Regions from separate parts of the Gossypium hirsutum genome. Here region 1 is linked to region 2. A link is a contact called in public Hi-C data. All regions are on one chromosome and are shown on one strand. The core of a region is the stretch at or near the end of the contact, and the rest is flanking DNA. Distances in the headings are between cores, read along the strand shown. Region 1 has its middle 32 kb from the start of LOC121223104. Region 2 holds the start of LOC107891716 (transcription repressor MYB5).

The links. A called contact is a pair of places that touch in the nucleus more often than the background predicts.
Region 1: a contact with region 2 is called in a Hi-C map of leaf, with 2.9 times the contacts expected there. The contact joins the enhancer-like site here to the promoter of LOC107891716 in region 2. A contact is called at or near these places in 17 of 34 Hi-C or Micro-C datasets (anther, callus, cotyledon and 5 more).

Annotation. Positions count from the first base shown.
Region 1 is chrD11:52,697,772-52,702,279 of Gossypium_hirsutum_v2.1, reverse strand. No RefSeq gene overlaps it. Among protein-coding and RNA genes, the nearest start is that of LOC121223104, 32 kb to the left of the region's middle. Within about 2 kb of position 2,794, at least 9 of the 9 cell types and tissues checked have an H3K27ac peak or open chromatin away from gene starts, as enhancers often do. A contact at or near this core is called in cotyledon, fibers, hypocotyl and 1 more, where this site is marked.
Region 2 is chrD11:52,657,468-52,661,718 of Gossypium_hirsutum_v2.1, reverse strand. LOC107891716 (transcription repressor MYB5) reads left to right here and starts at 1,529. Exons shown (of 2, transcript XM_041104110.1): 1 at 1,529-2,234; 2 at 2,514-3,414. The coding sequence starts at 1,936. The coding sequence ends at 3,168. LOC121223103 (a long non-coding RNA gene) reads right to left here. Exons shown (of 3, transcript XR_005920493.1): 2 at 2,491-3,097; 3 at 2,026-2,220.

The sequences.
Region 1 (4,508 bases), core at 1,545-4,044, 39 kb before region 2:
ATCATAGTTGATTGATTAACGAAATCGATTCATTTTCTAGCTGTACGAAAAGATTAGTTGCTTAGAAAGCTAACAGAATTGTAAATCAAGGAGATAGTGAGATTCTACAGTATACCAATATCTACCATTTTTAAGATCGAGATCTTCGATTCACTTTGGGATTCTAAAAGCAGCTACATGAGTCTTTGGGAACCAAACTGAGTTTCTATGTAACGACTCGATTTTAGCTTGATAATAGGCCTAATTTACATATTATTTATGCTTAATTTTGATTAATTCTTGATTGAGATGCCACTAATTTTGGGTTTATTGCTTGATTTCTGATGAGGTACACAAGCAAGGTCAGAAATTCAAAAATATTTGGAAATTGGGGTGACGTAAAAGTTTTGAGTCGAATAACTAGTTGAAGAACCATGATAGAATTTTGAGAACTTTATTTGGGGATTTAATAGTAAAAAATAATAAGACTTTGAATTTACCTTTAAGATAATATTTTATTTTTCTAGTGATTTATCTTTTGGTATTTTTAGATAACTATTCAATATTAGATTAGATTAGTTTAAAGAGTTCAAGAAAGATTAAAGTTAGGTTTTATCTTTATTACCTATTTATTGCGTAGGGACACACACACACACACCATTTTGCCTCTTACATTTTTTTTTGTTCTGCTTTGATTCAATCCAATTGAAGTGAAAATTTTCTCCTCTAATGCTATTATGTTTCTCTTCTCCTTAGCGCAATATTGCACCTTCACCCCCCACTTTTCCTTCTTTTATTTGTACTTTAGTTAAACTTTGTTAAATCATCTCCATTAATTATGCTAAATTCCATATGCAACTAAATTTTCATCTAGCTTTAGGTCGATAAATAATCCAATAGAGAGTAGTGAGATCTAAACCTGTACTTAAAAACTTTCATTTTAATATTTGTTGTTTCTCCAGTTTAGGGGATAGACACTATTATCTCACAAAGTTGTATTTGATCTACCGAAGAACACATTGGCGTGTCCAATTAAGTAGTGAGTTGGATCCCGTCAAGGGAAATAGTAATCGGATCTAAACGACTTGCACGGTTGAGGTCGTTGGTTCAAGCTGCGCCCTTCTAGTTCGCATGGTTATCAGAGAGCTAAATTGCGTATGCATGTTTCGTGCTTGTTCATTTAGTAAAGTTTAGTGGTGGTCTGTAACACACAATACTCGACCCAATCATCAGCTCTGAGCTATAAGGTGCCACATTTGTTGTCGGAGCAACTACAATCAAATTTAATACAATTCACATAATTGAACATACAAACACAAAGGTTATAAGCAAATAACACAATAAATAGTCTTTCCCGAGTCTTTTACAAGCTTAGAAAGCTCAAGACTATCTCGAGGTCAAACTAGGACTAAATTGAAAATTTTCAAAGTATATCAAGTGAGAATCACGATATCCAAGGCTTGGAATCGCAATTTCAAAGATAGTAACCAATCTTCAAAGTGTATTAGATGGGTATCGCAATATCCAGGGCATGGTATCGCGATTTCGAAGACAATAGCCAAACTTCCCAACTTGAGGACCAAATTGAAATGTTTACAAAATAAAATAGGATTGATATCGCAATAACGTGGGTACGGTAACGCAATATCATGAACAGACCACTAAGTCACTGTACTTGGCTAGAATACACATTTTTTGTACCTAAATCAAGGTTTCCAATCAAGACTAACACACGATCTTCAATTTACCTATTCAATTTGCATCAAAACATACCACATAAATTCAGACATCCATCTACAACTTCTTATCAAGACATTAAACACTTAAACAACAATTAATATTTACATTTCATACTATGAATTATTCACCAACCAAGTCATTAATGCTAATTAGAACATGTATGCCATATTCAACAATATTTTAATTGCTTCATCACCTAAAAGTTAACTTCTATTGCAAATCAATTATAACATAAACATTTAAACCTACTTCACTAGGATTGTAAAATCCTGAAAACGGGGTTAGAAGGATTAAGGTTCGTAGGTGAGCCAGTGGTGTCGTTGTATGAGTTTAAGTGTCAGTTTTTTGTATGAGTTTAATAGAAATTATTTTAAGAAGACTATAAACAAGAGGAAAGCTGTCTGTAAAAGTGGTGATAGACTCAGATTGACTCTCGCGGTAAGCCAAGGGTACAGGCGGAGTAGGGTCCCTCTTAGAAGTAATTGGAATCTTGCTTCTTCTACGACGAATCAACTTACTGCCACTACCCTTCTCTATACTACAAGAGTCCCCATCATTCCTCAGCCTCTTACGGTTGTTATCACCTACTTGCACCCTCGCATCAGTATCATCAATGGCCTTCAAAACCCTCTCCATGATGGCATCAACATCTATGTCGTTTTAAATCTGAGAAGGAGTGGACGATTGAGCAAAACTTGCAAAAGAAAAATCAGGATCAACCATACGAGGAACAAAATTCTTTATCTAAGGGACTCACCCTCAACCCTTGTAGAGGGAATGGACTAGGGGCGTATGCATAGCCTATAGTAAAAATAAAATAAGTTTAAAGGTTCCTCCTTCCTCTCGACCAAAACAACGGGTAAGTCATGAGAAGCCTTGTAGGGCCACACTACATCTGAAGGGCGTGAGACTTGAGAAATGACCTCAGAAATATTTACTAAAGGCTTGTAACCATTGGGCCTATGAATATCTAAGAAAAAATGGAAACATTTCTCGCAGTAATAAGATCCTCAAATACAAGAGAGCGGCCCACCTTCAAGCAGTAGAACTAAACCTTCGTAGTCTCATTATCCAGTTACTACATACGAGTACAAACATGGTCTAGAGGAATAGACCATTGGGTCGGGACCCAAACCCACCCCTTAGCTTATACCTCACTCTACTAAATTTGTTTATATTCAGGTGAATGTGAGAAGCCCAGTTTTTAATTATGGGCTCATACCCTTGACAAGTGCTAAAATGGGCCAAAAGGCTCCTCGAGAAGTTACCTTTAACTAACATAATTAATGGAAAATGCCAAGAAGGGGTGGCTCGCCCCTTAAGCTACAATTGATGAAATAGGCAACCAAGGTCCACTAAGAAAAGCCAGTAAGTTGCTCAGGTGTGATCCCATACTCATCAAGATCAACGCAAAAGAAAGAAATAAAGGGGAGATGAAACTCGACCTCGATAGATGAAGCGAAAGAATGATGTTATTGGAGCTGTCGCTCCATCGACACTCGCCTTAAACAAGGTTGCAATCATAGGAAAAATCAGGAAGCTGAATTCCTCAGATGTTATTCTAATGGACCATTTCCCCAAGGATGTAGTACAACGAAATGGGAAGGTCTTCACTGGAGTATGTATTCCATAGGAACTAGGCCCAACCCCATCACGCTGATCCTTACCACCACGACCCTTCTTACTACCATTACTGTGGTGGATGACCCCCTCATGATGAATAAGTTTAATCCTAACCATTTTGCGAATAATGAAAAGAAATGAAAAGAAAAAGAGAAGGCCTTTAGAAATTACCTGAAAAACCTATTAGGGACAGTCAAGGAAAGAAGAAAGTAAAATCAGATGTGGGAAATAGAGAAGTATAACCGAAGGAAAATTTAGAGTAACTTAATCGAAAAGGAAGAGATGTGAAATTTCAAACAAGACACCTTCTTACTTCACGCCTCAATTTAAATAGTCAAATGTACAAGGGAAGTTTGGTTGAAATAACTCAGACGATACAAATTCCCAAACTTGGTGGGTGACACCTGTAAAAAGGGGATGGGTTTCTTCTTGAATCTCTTAATAATTAGGAAAAGTGGGAATGTCCACCAGAGCCAAACATTTATTAAGTATCCGCAAGAAGTAATAAATGCTCAAATAGACTCAGTCTAGTGAATCTGATGTAGTGTACACTAAATGCTCCACCAGGAAGGCCAAGAAATAACTTTTTAACGGATGGCCTCTACTCGTGAAAAGTCTGGATCTTCCATTCAGGAAGAGTGGTTTAAAATGTTGGGAATAGGCTAGACCACCTAGGTGAATAGGGAAGTTAGCCTCTAATTGGTTATCCTAGGAAGGACAATTACCTAGAGACTGCTTTAGATTGACCCTGAGCAAAAATTTCGAGGGTGAAATTTTCTTTTACGGTGAGGGAGTTATCACACCCAAATTTATAAAATATTTGAACTCAAGGAAGAGTCGATGAGCTGATTGAATAGTAATGGAAATTTTGGGACATTAGCGAAAAATTTAGAGAATTAAGTGGCTAGTTAGGGGAAATATAAACTCCTAATTTGGTTTGGTTAGATTGGGACCAACTAGTTACATAATGGGAAACACAATAATTAGTACTGTGTGGCAGTGACGGTCTGTGAAGATCATGCCATGAGGATATATAGGTAGGAGGATGAGAGAAGGGGGAATTCCTTAACCTATTTATACAATCTTCTCTTTAAAATTATTATCTTCTTCTTTAGCTATCTTGAAAAAGTAGAGGTTGTAACCACGAGAGACTCTACATGCTACAA
Region 2 (4,251 bases), core at 280-2,779:
GAATTTGCCATTAATAATTTTAATAAATACAGAAAAAAATTGTATTACAAAATTAGTTTTTTAAAAAACCTTAATACAATTTTAATAAAAAAATTGAGAGTTGAGAGAGTATTGAAAATGAATTGAGAGAGAATTTAGAGTGAATTGAAAAAGTAAAAGAAATTAAGAGTTTAAATAGGAAAATAAAATAGATATAGGGAGCTGTTGGAATTAGACTGTTGAGAGTAACCATTGCGAGGTAGCTATTAGGGAAAAGGGGTCCAGCTAACCCAATAAATTTAAAAAAAAAAAACCGACTTAATTCAATAAATTTTCATAATTTTTAATATTTTTGGATAATTCACCCACCTCATCTTACTCGTTTTCTTATCCAAAATAAAAGTACAAAATGATGAACTGCCTCACCTCAACTTTTTGTTTGAAGAGTTTGACATGTCAGCATGTCAGCATGACAGCCGCCCATTCAAACAATGCAAGTAGTAGTAAAAGCAGAGTCAACAATATACTAACTATAGTGGAGAGATAAATTAATTTAATTCAACGTAATTTTATATAAATTATATACGATTTTTGCTTTTACAAATTATACATGTAAATTAAAAAAACATTTATTTGTTATAATAGATTTTAAGTCAATATATAAAACAAATAGTATTTTTAATAAAATTGATATTTTTAAATTTTTTTATTCTTTTAATATATTTTAAGACATATATCTACTTATAAAATCTAAAATTACTAAAAAAAATTTCTTTTCCAATATAAGAAAAATATAAACAAATCTGAAATGTTAGGCAGACAAAGGATGTAATTATATTTTTTTATTTTAAAAAGTAATTTAATAAAAATAATAATATTCAGATATAATTAGAAAAATAATTAATTTTATACAATGTGTCATAAAATTAACAAGGCAACGGAAAATCTTGTGTTTTTTTTCCGTATTTGACCTAAAAGGAGATAGAAAATAATACTTCATGAAATGCATATGGTTAGTTGATTTTCAACGTCTTCAAAATCCATTAACAGACGGTACTATGTTTCCCTAATATATATATATATATAATTAAAAATTTTCATATAAAAAAGTTGACTATAATACTAAGGAATCAATGAAGTATTACTTTCTTAAATAAGTATGGTATCTAATTCAATTTTTTCATCAAAATAAACCTTTATTAAATAAAACAATTTATTTAAAATTTTATTTAGCTATCAATTATCAATTAATTATATTTATTCTAATATATATTAAAATTTAAGTGTTTATTAAAATTAAATAAAAATATAAAAATACATAAAAGAAATATCTATTCCAAAAAAAGAAGCATAATTACATATATAAGAATAATTACGATCAAAATCAACATTACAAAGTACAATTAAATTAATAACCGAGATGGATCTAAAATTTCAACTAGAATAAATAAATTTAAACAAAATTCAATAAAATAAAACTCGAGTTTGAACAAAAAAGAAAAACATATATTAGAATGATCATAAAAATCAACATTTCACTCTACTTTTTAATTTCCCAAATAATTTCTCTTTTCTCCATACATTCAAAGATTTTTAACATTTTGGGTTACTTGAAAAATAAATTGAATTAGAAAAACATATTAAATAAATTGGATAAGAAAATATATTAAATATGAATATAATATTATTTTTATTTTTAAAAAATGAATGAGATGTTTGGTTGAAACCATTTTAATTCCTTCCAGGTTTCGCTTAAAATATTCGTATATAGTCTCAGGCTATCTCTTACTCTTTCCTCTTTCAGCACGTTCTTTCTTTATCTTTCCTCATTTCGGTTCCTATCCTATAAAATCCTAAACTTTTGATATCTTCCATTTCCCAGCAAAACAACCAATCCAAAAAGAATCCCCCAAAGCAAAAACTCAAGAAAAAGGATCATATATAGTTGAAGAAATCATGAAGAACCCAAGTTTAGTCGGTAATTCAACAAGCAGCAAGGGTACTCCTTGTTGCAGCAAAGTTGGGATAAAGAGAGGACCATGGACGCCCGAAGAAGATGAAGTATTAGCCAACTACATCAAAAGGGAAGGCGAAGGACGATGGCGGACTTTGCCTAAACGAGCTGGTTTGCTTCGATGCGGTAAGAGTTGTCGTCTCCGGTGGATGAATTATCTCCGACCCTCTGTTAAACGAGGTCGTATTGCTCCCGATGAAGAAGATCTCATTCTTCGCCTTCATCGCCTGCTCGGTAACAGGTACCCAGATTAACAATATTAATCCATATATCTCCAACATTCAACAACAAACACTGTTTTCTCTGCTTTTTCTAATGATTAGGGTAAGAACGTGCAGAAATAGATCGAATTTTTGTTTGGGTTTTGTGTTTTACACGCTATTAAATTGGGGATCATGTTTAAAATTATTGATAAGAAGCTAAATTTAAGGTTTTTGTGTTCATTTCTTTAGGGTTTTATTTTAAATACTGTATAGTCTCTTATTTAGGGTTCTTACTTGTTCCATTTTGAATCTTGCAGGTGGTCACTGATAGCTGGTAGGATTCCAGGGCGTACAGATAATGAAATAAAGAACTACTGGAATACCCATCTAAGCAAGAAGCTGATCAGCCAAGGAATAGATCCAAGAACCCATAAACCATTGAACCTTATTACCGATAAATCACCACAGATTAATCATGATCCTGTTCCAAAATCAAACCCTAGCCCCCCTATCCCTAATCCTTCTGTATTAGCATCAAAAACCATTACCATTAAAACTACAAACACTACCAAAGATGGTACACCGACTAACCTGGAACATGGGTATCAGCAGCAATCTCAAAACCAACAGGTTGATAAGAGCATGGAGAAACGGCATTATACTGAAAGTGCAACTCTTATCATGGGGGAACCAAGCAGCCATGGAAACGAAGGGGATCATATGGAAAATTGCAATGAAGATATGTTCTCCTCGTTTCTAGATTCATTGATTAATGAAAACTTGCTTGTTAATCAACACCCAGAAGAGCAGCAACCTAATAATTTGGTGGCACAGGCAGCAGCAGCCGCAGAATCTTCTCAGAACTTGAGTCATGGCGACATGTGGGAAACCGAACTCATATCTGCAATGGTTGGTTTTGGGAATGAGCCAAACTCTTTCAACAATCATTATCATTATCTGCATCAACTTTAGCAGATCAAACTGCAAATTTATATGCATATTGAAATTAGATGTTTTTAGATTTTCTACGGTTGCTTGTATTTATTTTTCCTTTTTCTTTCTTTCATTGCTCGGTTGTGTTAATGTTATGTACTCATTTTATTTGTATGCTTGCACCTACAATGAAAGTTTGTAGTCTTATTCGTAGTGTCTATTAAAATGTATCAATCCCTAAATCTGTAATTTCCTACAGAAATTAATGAAATTATTGAAGCAAAAGGTTGAGTATTGCTTCCTATGAGTTGGCTCAATATTCCACTGCTATTTCTTCCACCCCTCTCTGAATATATGTAATATGTATACGTATGTGCATGTGTGCGGATAAATTCCAACTAATACAAAGAAATAGAATGCCTAGATTGTGTGACAGACTCTATTTTGAGGAGTTCACCATCTATACTACGTGTTTGGTTTCTTTTAATATATAAAAGGGGTTATATCTTGGGAATAAGAATATATAATTGTTATTGTAAATGAGATTCAGACTCCAAATATATTATGAATCGATTTAAGTCTTTAACTTGGACATATTTTTTTACATTGATTTGCTCATTCAAGATTTATCAAATATATATATATAACTACGTAGTAGATTTTCCCAACTATGTGCTAGTGGAGACAATAAATTGAACTCATGCATGCTCCATACAAAATTGCACAATGTTAACATTATTACATCATGCATAGACTAAGTTATTAGATGAAATGAGTTTTTTTTATTTTTAATGTTATTTTGCATGTAAATAATTTCTTTATATGTGTTATCGAAATTAGCATTAATTCCATACTTGAGAGAGAGAGAAATCATGTTTTTCTGAATGTTTAAGTTATTAGTTATTTTAATTTTAATATTTTTTTCTAAGAAAGAAAATTTTAAAATTTGTAATTCACAAAATCATTCATGGTTTTTAAAATTTGGTTCAACGTTACTTCAGTCTTTAAGATTGAAAGAAGAATCGACATGTATTCTAAAAGACGAGTTCTCCCCTCTTAGCGACATTTCACTAAGAAAGTGACGTTGAAAATCTTTCTTTCTTGTAGTCATTTAGCTGCTTA